2 separate regions of the Mus musculus genome follow, and region 2 is linked to region 1. The links are chromatin contacts, called in public promoter capture Hi-C maps. All regions are on one chromosome and are shown on one strand. The core of a region is the stretch at or near the end of the contact, and the rest is flanking DNA. Distances in the headings are between cores, read along the strand shown. Region 1 overlaps Cyrib (CYFIP related Rac1 interactor B). Region 2 holds the start of Cyrib (CYFIP related Rac1 interactor B).

Region 1 (3,578 bases), core at 763-3,262:
AACAACTCTTCACTTGAGAGAGGGGGACGAGTGTGTGTGTGTGTGTTAGAGAGAGAGAGAGAGAGAGAGAGAGAGAGAGAGAGAGAGAGAACGAGCGCTGTGTGCTAGTCTTTAACTGAACCTGAAACAATTTGGGTAGGCTGGCAGTCTGGTGAGCTTGGAAGAGTCTCTGTGTTCCCTTCTTCTCTGACTCTGGAATGATAAGTCAAATACCACTGTGTTCGGCTTTGTATGTGGTTCTGGGGAACTTGGGTACTTACAGTTGAGGTTTGTTGTAATGACTTACTTGGAAGTATAACGATGTTTTAGACTCGTCTTCCCTTTCTCTTCTTTAAACAGATAGAAGGACAAGGACAAAATCACCAGCACTGGCTGAAGGTAAATATGTCTTTGGGGGAATTGATTGTTGAGACATATGTGAAATATAAAATAAATATAAACCTACATTAAGAAAATATCATTTAGGGAAAAGTTTTTTTATATATTGAAGTCAATATAAAACTTACTAAAAGTATATGTAGATAATATTGTATAATTTCTGTCTTAGGGAATAATGGGGAACATATAAATTAATTAGAACTTCTACTTACAGCCCTTCAAGTAGGAGAGGTATATGGTTTTTTTTTTTTGATTTCTTTCTCTATAACAAGTAGAATTGATCAATAAAAGTTCAAGCTATAACCTTAATAGTATAATAAGTGAGAGGGGGAAAATATGGTACCTATCCATTGAGAATTAGAGAGAAACTTTTATACATCATCTTAAATAAGAATTCTATCTTGTTGTTAGTTTTAGTCCTTTAAGAAAAATGTCTGAAGGTTTCACTGAGATGGCACAGGAGGTGAGAGTACTCGCTGTGAGTCTGAATGTGAGTTGGAGTTTCAGAACCTAAATGGAAGAAGCAAATGACTAGTTCTGACAAGGTGTCCTCTGACCTCCAGGTGCACACTCAAACATGTACATCGACCCATGCATATTAAATAGCAAAGATTAAGTAAAAATGTTTTAAAATCTTAGAAACAAACAATTGCCATTAAAGGGTCTTGAGTACATAAATATATGTAATCCTTTGATTATATATTTTGCCAATATTTTACTTTTAGAAATGTATAGATATTTTAAAATCTTAGTTTTATATGTGTACTTTGTGGTTTTCTAGTTAAAAATGTGTTGTAAAAAATTTATTTTTATTTTAAAAATTTAAGGTATTTTAAAATATCTAATATTTAAATGTTTAAATAATTTAAAATATTTTAAGATAAATATTTTATCTTAAAATTCTGTCCTCTTCTAAGTTACAAAGGAAAATATACTTATATTTCAAAACTCGTCATTTTATTAGAGGAGATATGACAGTCCTAATGAGGACCCCTCAGAATTGTCATTGTTTCTCTGATCTGTGTCACCAGTTGTCATGCTAAGGACATCTTTGGAAATCTGTAGGAGCCTGTGACCTCTGACCCACAGTAATGGTCCTAATGACTCATGCTTATGTGAAGAACCCAGTTACATTGAAATACTGTCACAAATATGCAGATTATGGTCAGCTAATCTGTCCTTTCACCAGATTATAAACTTTAGAACAGCAGTTCTTAACCTGTGGGTTGTGACCCATTCACTTGGTTGCCTAAATCTATTGAAAAATACAGATATTTACAGCTTGATACATAACAGTAGCAAAATTGCAGTAATGAAGTAACAATGAAAATAACTTTATGTTTGGGGTTACCACACATGAGGAACTATATTAAAGGGTTGCAGCATTAGGAAGGTTGAGAACCACTTCTGTAGAATAACTGCTAACTACTGTAAACATATTTGTAATTTTAATTAGTGACAAGTTCATGGAAACTACTTTTGCTATAACTTGTTGACCATAATCTTGATGAAAAGTCATGCTCATTTTTCATGTAGAAGTTGGTAAAATGTTTCCTGTTCAGTTTCATAGACATTGCAGTCTCTGAACAGTGAGAAACCACATCCTCCTTCCTTTCTCACTCTTCTTCAGTGAGTGTAGTTTTCCTGATCCTATATAACTGATCTTAAAAGGAAAGAGCTGCCTGGTACGGTTGTAAGACTGTATATAGACCCAGCATTCTGGAGGTTGAGACAGGAGAGGAGCAATGCAAATTTGTGGCTAGCAGTTATTTGAGGTACAGATAGAGAGACCTTGTCTCCAATGAAGAGGGTGTGTATGTCCATTCCTTTGAAATACCTTAATCATATAGATTAGAAGTTTGTGAAAAGGCTTTGAAGACAATTCTGTTTGCTGGTCAGTAACAACAGAAACAATATGCTTTGGGAAAGAACATTTGATAGGCACTTTCAGGTTCAGGGAATGGAGATCGATGGCAATTTGGTTGATTGCAAAAGCACCACCAACATTAGTTTTAAAGGGGCCACAGTTGAATTATGATGATACTGAGTTCTTTCTGTAAGTATGATCGGGCTTCAGTACTCCATCTTAAAGATGTTCTTACAAAATGCAGTCCCAGGTTTCTTAAAGGAAACGCTACTGTTCCACTAGTTGCTGGTTTGACCTAAATCGCTGAATTTCTCTAGTTCTTAGGTTTCTTTCACAAGATTCAGAAGTTGAGTTTTTCCCAACATTTCACACATTCTTTACTTGGTATGCGTGCTTCTGTCCTCTTTCATTTATGTTCTTTTCTTTTTTATCCCTCCCAGCAACTTTGAACATATGGTAGGAATATTAAAACAATAAATGAGTTAAACTTTGGCTTGTATATGTATGTCTAACTTACATGCTATATAAGATATATTAAGATACGTGTGTGTATGTGTGTGTGTGTTATTACAACTTTAAAAGCTGTAATAGTGACATACTTTTTATATGATATATGCAGACTACATTTGGTCTTATAATGGTTTTAAATTATTTAAAATTCTATGCTATTAAGAAAATACATTTTTAGTTTTTGTCTATAAATTTGCCTTTAAAAAAATAGAAGCACCAGCATTTACATTGTTACTTTAAATGCCTTGGAATTTGAGGCTTACCTGGTCTACATAGTGAATCCTGACTCAAATAAAATAAAATTTACCCAGAGAGTTTGTTTATACTCTTAAAATGAAGTAAGACAGTATTTTTTAAAACTGATATAATGAAAAAAAAAACAATGTATTTATTTGTAATTACCACCTACTTGACAGTGTAACCTTGTAATGATGGCCACTGCCAGAGTCCAATTAGTATGGTAAGACTATTTAAGTACTGTCTTAGTTAGGGTTTCCATTGCTGTGAATAGGTACCATGACCAAGGCAACTGTTATAAAGTACAATGTTTAATTGGGGCTGGCTTACAGGTTCAGAGGTTTAGTCTGTTATGAAGACAGGAAGCATGGCAGCATCCAGGCAAGCATGGTGCTAGAGGAGCTGAGAGTTCTACATCTTGTTCAGAAGACAAACAGAAGAAGACTGCTGTCTTTCAGGCAGCTAAGAGGAGGATCTCAAACCCCACCCCTACAGTGACACATTTCCTGTTGAAATGGCTGAAATCTAAATAAGTTCTACAAAGAACATTTAAACAGTAGCTGAATAGCTACTTGGATGCTACAGG
Region 2 (3,710 bases), core at 766-3,265, 91 kb before region 1:
GACATTATCATATCCATTTACAGATGGACGAGTGACAGTGGGGGGGGCCGGGGAGGGGGTACATGACGTGCCTGTGCCTGTGTCGTTGGGAATGGCAGGTAGTGTTCCTTACAGGATGTTGGAGTTCACTATTTATTGTCAGGGTTGATCTCTCAGGCCACCACAGACTTGCCACAAAGACTCTGAAAACACTCTTTCCAGCTCTCCATTTGCTTGCATCTGACAAGCATACCAGAGTCTGATTGAACAAGCAAGACTCAGCCTCTGAATCTGGGAACAGACTTTCCTATCTGAGACACATGGGAATGACTGGTTGGAATTCAAGCTAGCAAGTGGTGAACTCAGTGGAACACAGGCTAAGTGTAGACCCCTGACCATGCCCTCCTCTTCCCCTGCTCTTCCCTGCCTCCTGCCCACACTCAGGCTGCACTCCAATTGCCCTAAGCTGTTTGAAGTCCCCCCAGCTTCTTAGGTCCTTGAGTCTTTTAACACTTATTCCAATAGGAGCAGCAGCAATGGTCATAGCCTTTCTAGGTTCTGTATATAGACTCATTACAGTCTGTTCCATTTCACATGGCTCAGACTGGGCACGTCCTTGGGCTTCAAGTGACACAACCTGGGTGCTTGCCTGGCTCCTCTGGTATGTGATAGGCATGACCTCAGGCTGATGCCATCTGTCCCTGCTTCAGCCTCTTCATGTGTAACTCTGGGCAGGCTGCTTCATGGACTGTGGTGAGAGCTAAGTGAGGTGGGCACAGCCTCTGGCACCTGGTTCACTCTGAACTTCCAGACTGAGGCCCTCCCATTTTGCATGCTCTCTGCTGTGCCCAGGTTTAAAACCTCTTCTGCTGTCCCCTCAACTTTATAGCTGACCGTTGATTCAATATTCAGACCACTTCTTACACTGTTAAGATGGCATCTGCTCCCCAGAGCCAAGAGTTCTGATGCCCTGGCAGGCTCTGATGTTGGACCAGGGTCATGAAGTGCAATGGTCAGGGAGGACTTGAACTCAGGCCCTTAGCCTCCCAGGCAATTCTTCCCTTGGCCTAAAAACCTCCAGAGACTTCTAGAAAGCACTTCTGCTTTCCCTTTGGGTTTGCTATGCCAAGTGGGCCACACACCCTTTCTCGCTTGTCCCAGTGCAAGCAAGCTTTCATCATCAGAGTGGCTCTACCCAGCACTACAAAGTTTTTTTGCAATCAAAAAAATTCCCTGAGAACCGTCCTGGAGGCCTCAGCAACCCCAAGTTCCCCGAATTGGCCCAGGTTAAGGAAAATCTGGACACACCCCTTTGTTAAAGATGAAATAGTCCAAGGTAAATCAGTCCCCAATATTGTACCCCCAAGCCCCTAGCACAGGTGGAGGGGTGATAAGAATGAGAAGGAGGGGCAAAAGTTGTGGATGTAACCCTTTTGATACCACGTTAGAGGTCAGGGAAAAGATATTTCACGGAACATTAAATATTCCTGAAAAATCTGGTTGAAAATCAAGATAACGATGACATGGACTTGAGGGCAGAGGAGTAAAGGAGAGGGGGAAAATGCCCCTTAATGATGTCCTAGGCAAAGGGAAGGACAGGGGTCCCCACACCAAAAATCCCAACAAGGAGATGGTATTTGGGGAGTTTCCCCTTCGCTAAATCACAAGTCCTGGGACGACCGTGTGACCGTGTGGGTAGCCCAGACCCCCTCCTCGCATCGCCTCTGCTTTATTGGTGCCCGGGCTTGCACCACTGGACCCCATGGGTGTTTTTCTGCCCGGCTCCCGCGGTCCAGGGGCAGCCAGGCAGGTGGCGCCCGAGCCGAGCGCATCTCGACCCCTCGTCCCAGGTGAGGGAGGGGCCGCGGGGACCCGGCGCCCTGGGGGTCGGGCCTAGGCGCCCGGGACTCGCCCAAGGTCACTGTGCGGGCTGGGGCGGGGGCGGTGCGGGGCGGTCCCGGGCGCGGTGACGCGGGGCCCGTGCTGCGGCGGGGCCCGGGCGCGGGGGGCGGCGCGTCGCGTCCTCCTTTTGTGCGGCGCCGGGCTGGGCTGCGAAGGTAAACAGCGCTTCCTCTTCCTCCTCGCCGCCTCTTCCTTTTATAGCGATTTCTGGCCGCGCCGGGGCCGGGCCGCTGCTGCTGCCGTTTGCTGCTGCTGCTGTCGCTTGCTGCCGCGGCGGGGCCGCTCGCGAACCTGCGGCGGGGACGCGCGAGCCGCCGACCCGGAAGCGGCGTGTGTGCACCGCAGGCTCCCGCCGCCAGCTCGCCCGCCCGCCCGTCGGGCCGCCAGGTACGTGCAGGGCCGGCCGGGAGCCTGCTGCGGCGTCGCCGCCCTGGTTCACCGGGCTGCAGGGAGGGAGCGAGCGAGCGCCTGGGGCGCTGTGCACTGGGAGGCTGGGGCGCGGGGTCCGAGTGGTTGTCCCCGGGCACACCCCTCTTGCAGGCCAGGTGAGCGCTGCAGGGCCTGACCCGGGCTCCGCGCTGCCCTCCGCTAACTTCATTTTGGGGGTGGGGGTGGGGGTTCCAGGCCAGGAGGCTGAATTGAGGAACCAAAAGGGCGAATAGACTCGCACCAGCCTGACTTCCTTCTGCTCCGACCCCCGCCGGCGTTTAAACAGCACTTCCTCTTTGCCCGTTATGTTTTCATCATCATCGGCATCATCATCATCATTATCAGTTTTTTTTTTTTTTTTTTTTTTGAAAAATGGAAGTTTAGTGTTCAGAGGTGGAGGCATTTGGAGCCCACAGGGCTTTCTGGGGGTCGTGCACACACAGTAGGTCTGGAAGGAATCCGTGTGTCCTCTGAATGTGGGTCTTGTGTCTGGGGTGGGAGGAAAGAGGAACCCGGACTTCCTTTGCAAGCAGAGCCCTAGGGGGTTGTCTCAGATCCCCACCCTGCCGCTAGAAATGGAGGGGTGGGGGAGGGCTTGAGTGTGAAGGTGGCGCAGCAGGGAGAGTCACGTGGCTGTGCACCTCTGTCTAATTCTTGGTCCTACCACTCACAAGCTTTGTGACCTTGGCCAAGTTGTCTGCATTCTCTGGGTCTTTCGGCTCCTTGTGTCTGTAAAATGGGCCGCTCTCAGTTCTGGCCTGCAGTAAATGGGACTAGGTTTCCTGGCCTTGAGGTTCAGGGTGGGAATGTCACCTCCCCTTTAATGCCTTCATCCCTTAAGACACGTGCCGGGCGGGAGCACAGGGAGGCTTCCTATAGATAGTTGTGAAATGAATTGGTGGCTGGTAAATTTTGAGAAGTGAGCCCGTAGGCTTCCTCATTTTTGCCTTCTTTGCCCTTAACTTCCACCCCATCATCACCAGAGCCATGTTTTGTTACTTCAGCCTCCAGAAATCCGCGGATCCCTGGAGGAAATAGGGACTCCCTCTGAGGAAGCTTCCACTCTGATTTTGATTGAGACTCTCCCTATTCTTGGAGGGTTGTATTCAGTGTGGAGAAAAAGGAAGCTTTTTTTTTTTTTTTTTTTTTTTTGCGATGACAGTGGAGGTGGCTGGCAGGGTTGCCAGCTGGAATGATTTCCCAGGCCCTGGGCTCCATGTAACTGGGAAGGAGGCTGGGGGAGGTGGCTTTTTCTCCTGTGGTGGAGCCTGCAGAACAGGTCACCTGGCTAGGCTTTCTTCCTGGAGGCACTTTGTAATAAGTATGCTGTAGATTATGAGTGTGTGTGTGTGTGTGTGTCACAGAGAGAGAGAGAGAGAGAGAGAGAGAGAGAGAGAGAG

The links. Promoter capture Hi-C pulls out the DNA fragments that hold promoters and counts their contacts.
Region 2: a promoter capture Hi-C map of neutrophils shows a contact between it and region 1. The contact joins the promoter of Cyrib here to the enhancer-like site in region 1. A contact is called at or near these places in 5 of 39 promoter capture datasets (the C10 cell line, the HPC-7 cell line, macrophages and 2 more), 1 of 484 Hi-C or Micro-C datasets (nephron progenitors), 4 of 115 datasets of contacts at active chromatin or transcription factors (astrocytes, bone marrow-derived macrophages, embryonic stem cells and 1 more) and 3 of 9 other capture datasets (adipose tissue, liver and macrophages).

What each region holds. Positions count from the first base shown.
Region 1 is chr15:63,967,730-63,971,307 of GRCm38.p6, reverse strand. Cyrib (CYFIP related Rac1 interactor B) reads left to right here. Exons shown (of 13, transcript NM_001360036.1): 3 at 340-378. Among named protein-coding and RNA genes, the nearest start is that of Gm25628, 56 kb to the left of the region's middle. Within about 2 kb of position 2,012, at least 21 of the 459 cell types and tissues checked have an H3K27ac peak or open chromatin away from gene starts, as enhancers often do. A contact at or near this core is called in the HPC-7 cell line, bone marrow-derived macrophages, neutrophils and 1 more, where this site is marked.
Region 2 is chr15:64,058,753-64,062,462 of GRCm38.p6, reverse strand. It overlaps Cyrib (CYFIP related Rac1 interactor B), which reads left to right and starts at 2,015. Exons shown (of 13, transcript NM_001360036.1): 1 at 2,015-2,268.